Linked DNA regions of Sminthopsis crassicaudata: region 2 is linked to region 1. A link is a contact called in public Hi-C data. All regions are on one chromosome and are shown on one strand. Each heading gives the region's core, a stretch centred on a gene start, on an enhancer-like site or on the middle of the called end of the contact. The rest is flanking DNA. Distances are from core to core; before and after follow the strand shown.

Region 1 (5,483 bases), core at 1,787-4,286:
CTATTTTCCTTACCTTTTCCTTTCTCTCTTAAGGACATCAAAATAGAGCAAATCCACAACTAATTCCTGTTTGTCAAATCATGACAAATAAATATAATTCTGTATGGTAAGAAATGATAAATATAATGAAAAAAGAGAAGCATGGGAAAACAACATGAAATGATACAAAGTCAAGTGAGATTGCTTGTTAAGGACAATGCCTAAGTGAAGGGGCAGGTCAATTCCTTGAGACCGCCACATAACATCTGAGTCATAACATCTAAAGGAGTTGCAAAGAAGCCTTTACTGACACAGTTGTTGCTTGTGGACTGGGAATAAAATAAATTGGAGGCAGAGGGAAGAGGAGTGAGGTCAGACAGTGCAACATCCCCTCAGTACGGAGGTCAGGGAACAGCAACTGCCTCTCAACCTCCTTGTATCATCAATCAATCCTTCTCCTCCTCCTCCTTCTCCTCCTCCTCCTCCTCCTCCTCTCACATGAAGAGATCCAGCAACCACTGGCAAGTGGCTCCCACAATTGCTAAAATTCATTTCCTGTATTGGTACATCCAATTAGAAAAAGATCCTATGATTAGAGGACCATCAATCAAGTTAAAGTTTATAAATGGTCATGCTGAATTGTTCTTCATTCATATTCAACTCTTCATGAGTCTTCCTGATTTCAAGTCCAGCACTCTATCCACTGTACCACCTAGTTGCCCCCATAGATGGCCTAAAAACCCATCAATCTTATTAGCATTCTCTGCTCTTTCTTGTCATTCTACCATCATTACTGCAGAAGTGGAAGGGGGCAACATGGTTCTGGGACTGTTCCTTATATATTTCTCATTCCTTGGTTTGCTATGGTCAAAGGTTTCATTACTGAGTGGTTAGCCTCTCTGTGCTTAGCAACACAGTTCTCAGAAAGCAGACTTAATCATCTATCAAGATTGTACTCAAAAACTTTGCTGCTGGGTAGAACCTGTCAGAGTTTGTGTTCCACTGATACAGTCTTCAGGAACACAGGATTACTTCCATATCATAACAAAGCATCAAAAAATGGTGTTGCAGAGCACAAATATACAAATAAATAAAAAATATGTTTAAAATAAAAACAAAGTAATTACAGAGGGCAGTGACCACTAGTGGAAAACAGGAAAGGAATCTTTAATAATATTAGCACCAATGATCATCATTATCATTGACATTTATGTTGTTGTTCAGACATGTTCTTTATAATCCCATTTGAAGTTTTCTTGGCAAAGATACTAAGGTGGTTTGCCATCTCCTCCAGTTCATTTTACAGATGAGGGAACTGAGGTGAACAGGGTGAAAAAAACAGATTTACAAGAATTCTCTTATTTGAGCCTCATGACAAATATGTAAAGCAGCTATTACAGATATTCTTATAAGCTCAGTTTTACAAATGAGGAAACTGAAATTCAGAGAAATTAAATGACTTGATCATAGTCACTTAGCAAGTAAATTTCATAGTTGCACTTGAATCTAGTTCTTTCTGATGCCAAATCCAGAACTCAAGTAGTAATTCCTAGATGGAGCAACCTATTTAGTCAGAAGAAAAAGGAGAAAAAGGAAAAAGGAGGAGGAGGAGGAGAAAGAAAAGGAGAAGGAGCAAGAAGAGGAAGAGGAGAAAAAGAAAAAGGAGGAAGGGGACTAATAGGAGGAGGAAGAGGAACAGGAGAAGGAGGATGAGGATGAGGAGGACAAAAAAAAAAAAAAAAAAAAAGCCAACTGACAACATTTCAGATGCTGTGACAGCCAGGGGGAAGAACCGTTTTTGGTCAGCATAATTTCCCATTGACCTCAAAATTATTGTACCCAAATAGCTCAACAAATTGTGGTATATAAATGCAATGGGATGTAACTATATAGTAAGAAAGGATAAATATAAAGAATACAGAAAAGCATGGGACTCCTTAAGTGAAATGATTCAAAATGAAGTTAGCTGAATCAGGAATATACCATGAGTGAAATGTAAATGGAGAGAACAACAACAATAAAACTGAACAATCTATAATTATGGTGACCAAACTTGGCCCTGAAGAAGAAATGGAAGGGGAAATTTACCTCTCTCTCTCTCTCTCTCTCTCTCTCTCTCTCTCTCTCTCTCTCTCTCTCTCTTTCTCTCTCTCTCTCTCTCTCTTTTAAAGAAATGGGGGAATGAGTGTTGAACATTCACTAAACTGCTAATTTTCTCTTTTTTTATTCTTTGTTATAGGGTTATGTGTCTTTGTAGGGAAAAGGATGTTTTTGGAAATCTAGTTGATATAAAAAAAAATCCACCAATAATATCATCATAAAAGACCATTTCACATAGGTATAACTGGACCTTTCCTATGAGGTTACTGACATGCAATCAATGGGGAGAAAAGTGATTATTTTGAGTTTGGGTAGAAGTCTAGAGGTTAAAATAAAGAATTTTCTCAATACTTCATGCATGTTTCTTTTAATAAAATCTTTGTCAATCACTGTTCATTTTAAGAATAAATTCAAATGATTCTTCCATATAGAGACATAAATTACTTTTACTTTATACTTCACATGACATGATTTCCAGACCCACCCTCATCTTCATTATTTTTCCCCTAGATGGATTTTAATTGGTCAAAACCCTTCTTAAAAGGTGGTATCTAGAAATGGACAATATTCCAGCCACGACCTCGACCATCACAGAGCAAAATACATTGGTACATCATATCTCTATTAATAGCCCTTCCAACTCCAAAGCTATGACCCTATGAGCACAATTTAAGATCACTGACTGGACTTTTTTGAAAGAATACAAAGGCAGTTGCTATCTACAGCCTGGCGTTGGAAACATTGGCTCTTACCTTGAAAGTACGTGCCAATACCAGCTGGAATCTGAGTAGATATTTGGTTTGATATCACTTGATGAGAGAGAATAACTTCTGTAGGAGCTGTAATAAAGAGAGACTAGATAGAGGCTTTATAGATCAGCAATAGTATGCTGAAACCTAGAAATAGGGTGTTTCCCTGACAGCTAAATGTTGCATCACCATGAGAGCTTGTCAGCTGTGGCTTGAGGCTTCTGGCAAATATGCCTTTCTAGACTGAACAGATAGGGGAGGCTCAAGGGCCCAAAGGAAGTCTCCAGGACTGGCACTGTGTAGATTAATACCAATAGTTACATCCAGGATATCTTTCACTGACACAGACATTTCAATGTATCATATATGCATCTGAGTGCAGTAGATTCCTGGACTAAAACTCTAGTTCCAAGGTGAAGTAATACTATCACCTAAGGTTAATGAATTCTCTTCTCCTTGACTGCCATTGAAACCCCAAAGAGTTAGCCTGATAATGTTTGGCTATCTGATATCATTATAGTAATCTTTTCTAATTTAGCTTTCTGGCTTATTATTGCATTTATTATAGTCAATTAAAAGGGTCTATAAAATTAGCTTCCATTTATTTTTTATATTATTTGACATCTTTGTAACTGCACTTTATCTCTGATTTTTACATTTGTAATTCAGACTTCACATTAAGAACCAATAAATTGAGTTTGCTAAGTTAACCCCCCCCCCCCACACACACACAATAAAAATATAGCAAATGTTTACCCTTGTGCCATGGAATTTCCCATAAATTTCTGTATATTATTTTTCCACTTGGCTATCCAGCTATACCAGTAGCCCAGCCATATTATGAGACACCAAGAAATTCTGTTGAAATAATCACCTTTTGCTGGGTTAAGCTCTCTGTACAAGGTAAAGAAAGAAATTAGGATCTCATCCACTTTAGTTATCATTGGAAGAAAATATATTTCAATCCTCTATTTATCTTAGTAAAATTCACCCTTTTAACCAACCGTTCTATTACTTAAATGACTAAAAATTTAAGAATCAATTTCAATATTTTTACTATTAAAATTCAGGGAATATATACTCAAATGAATTATGAGGTCAAATTATCTAGTGAGATTTGTCTGGAGGTATTTTGTGCAATTAGGCTAGGAAGATGGAGCTAAACTAGCTTCTTTCTTCAGAGAGATCCTATTATAGAAAAAACATCACCCATCACAAGGATTAGCCTAATCTTTTTGGAGCTTGTCCAGCCTTAGAGAAGCGTAGCTGGTAATTCAACATGTTGCATAACCTATTTAGTTTAATTTGGTAATATTAATTTACTGTATCTATATGGCTATGAATCATGAATCAAAATCTCAAATGAGCCAAAAGTCAATGGAAAGACATATTTTCAATGACAACTTCTTTTTTAATTGTTTTTTCAATGAAGAAAAATATTTTTTTCTCACTACCACTCTCCTCATTGAAAAAGAAAAAGAAAATATTTATAACAAATACACATAATAAGCATAGCAACTTATTGCCCAAGGATGACTTCTTTATAGGAAGTGTTATAAAAGAATGTTCGTGTCTGGGAACAAATGTTCATATGAGTTGATCATGTGAAGAGAGCAAGGGATAACAGATGTATGGCCTTAAGGTTGCATTGATATCTGTGAACTGTTAAAAGATCCAAAAAGGATATGAGCAATGAACAATAATTGATACCTGAAGACTGATTCATGGCAGAAGCCTGCTTCCTGCCTTTTGAAAGAAAGGTGATAGATTAGAGGTGAAGAAATTAATATACATTCTCAGAAATGGTCTGATTTGTATATTTTTCATAAGTTGTTACAAGAGATAAGTTTTAATCTGAAGGAAAATATGGAGATAATGATAACTAGGAAGGAAGGAAAGAAATATTAGTTTATTGATTCAAACCTATTTCTTGGTTCAAAGAGCCAGTTATATGGGACTTTCTCCTTATTAATACTTACAGATTTTCTATCAACCAAACCCAAAATTTATTAGAAAATTAGAAAAATTAATAAAAAATTTAATATATAAGAGCCAATATCAAAGATCAATTTCAAGGAATTCAACATGGAAAAATTGTTTATAGCTTTTTTTTTTTAACATGGGAAATGTATATCATATGTTTGAAATTGACATCAACAATAGCATAGCTAAAAAAAAAATGGGGGCAGAGTTAAAGTAAAAACAGTAACTTTTTGTTATATAAATGAGGTGCAGAGTGAGAATAGACATAGAGGCATTGGGGGAGGGAGGAGTTATAGTTCTGAAGACCTAATTACATCGGTAATTGGTTAAATAGGCAACGTTACTTATATACCATGAAAGGTGCACTTTTTAAACTCTATAAGGAAATAAGGAGGAGGGAAGGGTTGGGCATATGGGGAAGCAAAGGGTGAAGGAAGAACACAAAGGAAGGATCCATGGGTAGGGTAAGGTTAAGTAATAGCAAGGCAAGTTAAGGAGTAGAATTAAAACAAAGAATCAGCAAGCATAGGAAAGATATGTGTATGTATATGTTTGGGGAGGGTGAGGTGTGTTTGTATGTATATATCTACATATATATACATACATATATCCTTTCTTAACTATGGCCTGGTTAGGGGTGGCAGGGGATGAAAGACGGAAAAAAGAAGAAAG
Region 2 (5,483 bases), core at 947-3,446, 250 kb after region 1:
TAAAAGTAAACTTTCACACAATTGGAGCAAAGGATTTCCTTACAATTCAATTAGGGGAGGGGGAAGGGAAGGAAGTATCCGAAATAACCCCAAAAGTTTCCTACAATCTTTGCTAGTATGCCACAGATCAGCTAAATATTTGACAGAACATGCAATTACTCTTCCTGAAAAAAAAGTCCTAACGTAATTATTTAACATGCATGGCTTTTTTTCCTTTCCTACTAGGATGTAAAGAAATGCTCTCTCCCTTTCCCCCACCAAAAGATATTAGGATTTCTTCTTTAAAGATTTTATATAGCTGTCTAATACACTTCATCATTTCCGTATAACTTTCCTAGATCTCTTACCTTTACTGTCAAATCAGAGTCCTCCTGACTTCTTAAAGCACTTTGTAATTCCTGCAATGTATTTATTTATATGTTTTACATCATCTTCATCTCTCTTATCTAACAGATTTTAAACTGAGGGCAGGAGCAGTATTTTATTCATCCGCCTATTTCTCATCACGCTCAGCCAAGTGCAATACTTAATAAACCTTCGATAAGTGTTTAACAACGAGTGCCAGCTACCACCCTCTCTTCCTACAATGCACGGAGACATGCTGAAGTTAATGAGCTGTCCTGTACCATTTTAAAGCACACTTCACCTACTGTCATCTGGCTTCAAAAGGAAGGGTTATTTTTAAATAGACCGTCCCACATTCCTGCAGGAAAGAAGCAAAAACCAAGTGCAGAAGAACCGAGCACGCACGTCGGGGGGAAAAGTTTCCAGTGCCCCGGAGGGTTGAAGAATGTCTTTGCAAACGGGGCTCTCCCAAGCGTGAGCACTCGTGGAAACAGCAGGCCGGCCACACTAATTCAAGAACAACAGTGGCTGACCGTAAGGAGGGAAAGTTAAAAGTCCTGCCGGTTACGGAGCTGCCTCTTGCTATTTCTTTGTTGGCACTAGGAGACCTCACAGCTGGTGCACTCAAGGGCACAAATTAACACTCTCCCACCGAGAGAGCTAACAGTGCAAGTGGCTCAAAACTCTGTGCTTTCCTTCCCCCCTTCCCCCCCCCCCCCGACCCCTCTAACCTCAGAATCCCTACTGCGCCCCCTCCCAATCCCTCTCTCTTCCTCCCCTTTTCTTCTACTTCGGCTTTTCTCAGCAGTCCCCCAAAGTCCGGAGCATCCCGCGGGCCGCGGGGCCCGACTCTACAAAGCGGTCCTCTTCTCCGGGGTCCGGCTGCTGCTCCCGCCGCTGTTTGGGCCGCAGCCCTCCAGCTTCCAGTCCGATAGCCCGCCTGCCCCAAGCCAACAGGGTGAGTGGCGTGAGGGAAAGGGGGTGGAGACAGAGCGAGGAGAGTGCCGAGCTGCAGGACAGCAGCGAGCCGGGAGGAGGAGGAGCAGGAGGAGGTGAGTGAGGGCCCAGATACTTAAGATGACACGGGAGAAAAGGGGGAGGGGGATGAAAGGGGTGAGGGGCGGCGGCGGCCAGCCCTGTTCTTCCTCTTCCCCCGCCTCCCCCTGCACAAGCCAAGCAGCCGCAGTGGCTCCGGCGCTAAATTCCAGCCTGGTGCAAGGACTGAAACACACATGAGAGCACGAGCACGCGCGCACACACATAGTGGGTCTCTATCTCGTGTGCCCCCCAAAGCCGGGGCGGAGGAGGCTCGCCTGGAGCCGGGGCTGAGCTGACACCGGGCGGGCGGCGGGGTCAGTGCGAGGCAGAGCGGCAGAGGGCGGGCCGGCCGGCCGACCCGCCGGGCACCGCCGCCAGTCTCGAGCCGCCGGAGGAGCCCAAACGTGCAAGGCGAGCGCGAGGCCAGAGCCGCTCCCGGCGCTGCACGGGCACCGTCTCCATTAGGCAGCGGCCGCAGGAGCACCAGTCACCCTCCAGCCCTCCTTCCCTCCCTCACCGATTCCTCTCCACCCTCAGGCCCCGGCCGAGGAGGAGGCCGACAAGGGCAGGAGGCGGCCGGTCCCCCAACCTCCTCCCTCCCCTGTCTTCTTACCTCCCTCTCCAGCCCGGCACCCCCCCCCTCCCGGGGCGCCTTACCTTCTGGCTTTATACGGGCGGGCTTCCTTCTGGCCGAGGGCTGTGCAGTAAGTCCGGTGCGGAATTAGGGCTTTCTCCCCGGTCTCATTCCTGCCCCACGCTCGCTTCCTTCGCTCCCCGCCTGCCCGGGCTTGCTGGCTTTCTTCTCTAGCCCCCACTCCCCTCCCTTCCCGCCACCCCTCCCCTTTTCCTCCACCTCCTCCCTTCTCCCGACCGCCCGCGTCTGCCTGCCTATTCGGCGGGTGCTGCTCCACTCCTCCTGCCAGCGGCAGGCAGCGGAGTCTCCTCCCCGGGCGCCCCCGCCCCCTTTTCTTTTCCCTCTCCCCCCTCACTCCCTCCCCGCAGCCGGTGGGCTCCAGCTCCCGCTCCTCCTCCTCCTCCTCCTCGAAGCAAGCAGGAGGAGGCGGCGGCGGCGGCGGCGGCAGACACACAAGAGCCCTATTGTATTATTGACACCGCTGGCTCCCACGCTCCGCCTCTTCCCTTTCCCTCCCTGCCAGCTACACTCTCCCTCATTGACTGGCTTCGGTCGCGGAGCTCCCCTCTCTTCCTGCCAGCCGCTCCGGAGGAGAGCTCAGGCTGAGGGAGACTCTTTTTCCGCCTACCCCTAATAGGTCCCGTACCTGCCGAGGCGGCCGCCCCGGAGCCACGGCCCCGCCCGGCCTCCGCCCGCCTCCCGTCCGCCTTCCACACACACAACACGCCGAGCGCTAAGTGAGCACCTCCTCCTCGGACGCCGCCACTCACACGCAAGGCATCCCGAACTTTTCCGCGCACCCCTCGGCGGTTCCGGACCGGGCCACAGGCGCCTCCTTCACCTCCTAGTTAGGACACTGGCACCTCTGTCCCCGCGCCTCCTCCACCCTCCCGAGAAGGGCTCCACTCTAGCAGACGCCCTGCTCTGGTCCCTGCCAGGTGGGTCATTTCTCGGGTCCTGCCCCCTCCCAGACACGGGCGCTATCTTCTTCTTTGTTTAAAAGGGGGGCGGGTTAAGGACGGGAGAACAGATGGAGCAGGAAAAAAAGGGGAGGGGGAACCACCTGTTTTGTTACCTAATCCGGAAAGCGGGGTTTTCGTTAATGAGGCTTCTGTCTCAGACACATCATCCCTTTTAATCACTGATGAGCGAGGGGTGGTCACTGCTTTAATTGGATGTAATAATAAATAGAGCCAAAGTGGCTCTTAACGGAATACATTTATTAGAACCTGAGTACCAATGACATATAACAGTGTTTAAGTGATGAAATGCCAGATTTGTCTTCTTAGAAATAAGTCCTTTAAGATCATAATTAACTCACATGGTACTTTTCACTAGTATAATTAAATATAATGGACCCTCTTGGTCGATTAAAAAGCAAAATGCAAGTTCTTCACACTAAATGGTTACAAGTATTATGTACAAATGGGAAAACGGTTAATCTAATGTACTCTGGTCACGATTTTTAAAAACTTTCTTCAGAAAAAGATATATTCAATGAAATAGAAAGCATAAATATGACCCCAGAAGAAAAGAAAGTCAGCACACATTATTTCATTTTGCTTGAAAATCAAGAAGTTGAATTGGGGATTGAAAACTTTTCTTCACCTTTTTATCAACTCACTGGGAGCCCAGAATATGAAGGCAAAGTAACTGGATTCAAATCTCAGCTTTGATTTCCCTATCTCCTGTGTGATCTTGTGCAGTCATTTAGCCCTCCTCACCTTAAAATGATGTGTTGTAAACAATGTAAAAAAAAAAAAGTTCCTTTTTGACTAACTCTAAATCAAATATTTAGTGTTTTCTGGATCAAGGAAAACTTCGAGATGATAATTGCATTTGAGGCAGACCTCTCAGGCAAGAAAATATGTCAGCAGACAGGGTTGTTGAAGCGAAATGATTCCATACATGGAGGACGACTGATACAAAAGCAAAGAGGTGTAAAAAGCTAGGGGGGAGAAATCATAGAATGGCTAACCTGTAATCTATAAGAGAGACTTTTGTAAGCCTCTGCTCCTTTAACAATTAATAGATGCTATCAGCAAATAAACCACTGTGGCCCTACATTTGAAAAAACATTTTAATTCAAAAACTTTGATGTGACATCAGACAAATCATCAACTACCACACATTCCCCCCCAAAACACTGAATATAACAAAACATGATAGAGGGATAGTGGCTGATAATACACAAACCAGTGTCATTTATTGTATTTGGCCAGAGGCTTTTAAATTTTAAAAGTGGTAGTCAATATGTTGTACTGGTTTTGTTTTCTTCACTCTGTGTCACTTTTACAGAGGTCTTTGCAGAAGTTTTGTGATATTGCAGTATTAGACTATAGTAAAAGAAGCAAATATAAGCAAAGGTGGGAATACTATACATGGAAATTGAAGAGGTAAATATAGGAATGATATAAGAAAAACTTCCTGGCAATTAGAACTATCCAAAAATGGAATGGATTATCCCAGAAGATAATGATTTCCTTTCATTACAGGTCTTTAAGCAAAGAGTGGAAGGCTGGGATTTTGAAAAGGTAATTCTTATTCAAATACACATTGCCCTGGATGACCTCTATGGTCTCTTCCAATTCAGGGATCTTAGCATTCTCTTAATTTATAGGTAACATATAGGTAAAATGTGTAGGTAACACAGTGAATCCAGGGTGGATTACTGATTAATGAAGTAAATCCCCAGTTTTTAAACTTCATGTCTTGTGTTTGTACAGTTTAGACTTTAGAGCTGGAAGAGAACTTAAAGGTTACCTACTAAAGCCTTCATTTTGTGAAAATGAAGGAAAAGGGGGCCCAGAGGAGTTTAAATACCTAGTAGCTATGTGATTCTTGGTAAGTCACTTAACCCTACTTTCCTCAGTTTCTTCCTCTGTAAAATGACCTGGAGTAGGAAATGGCAAACCACTGCAGTGCCAAGAAAACTTTAGATGGTGTCATTAAGAGTGGGATATGACTAAACAAAACAAAGTAACAGAATCTCCTTTCTCCAAATCCAATGCTTTTCCTTAGTGACTACAAGGACACTTGGTGTGCCAGTATTCTTTGCTAGGAGAGTTGGGAAGAAAGTAATCTAGTTCTAACAAGGGCCCAAATCTTCAATTTTTCTTTGTCCTCAGCATTCCCTTCTTTTCCTACCTCAAATACTTCAAATGAATGCAGAAGATAGTTGATAAAGCTTGTTATGACATACATCAACAGTATCTTTTATCTTTTCCTCTTGTTTACCTTCTTAATATATACTAGTGATAACTTGTGTATCTGTTTTAGGAGCAAGATCAGAAAATGGATGTTATTAGGATTTTGCATTCTCGTTATATCAGAAGTTGATATTTAGGTCTCAAGCTACATTAAAAACAAACATGTATGCCCAGAATTTTGCCACAAAATTGTACTATTCAGTATTCTAATGAGAATCAAAAAAATATTTTCAAAGAGCACTTTGAAGTCAACTTTG

What was found. Hi-C and Micro-C count contacts between places; a contact is called where the count stands out from the background.
Region 2: a Hi-C map of fibroblasts shows a contact between it and region 1, with 4 times the contacts expected there. The contact joins the promoter of JADE3 here to the promoter of LOC141561133 in region 1. A contact is called at or near these places in 2 of 2 Hi-C or Micro-C datasets (fibroblasts and hippocampus).

What each region holds. Positions count from the first base shown.
Region 1 is chr3:242,032,984-242,038,466 of ASM4859323v1, forward strand. It overlaps LOC141561133 (regucalcin-like), which reads right to left and starts at 3,037. Exons shown (of 7, transcript XM_074300274.1): 1 at 2,832-3,037.
Region 2 is chr3:242,283,399-242,288,881 of ASM4859323v1, forward strand. It overlaps JADE3 (jade family PHD finger 3), which reads right to left and starts at 2,197. Exons shown (of 12, transcript XM_074300279.1): 1 at 2,041-2,197.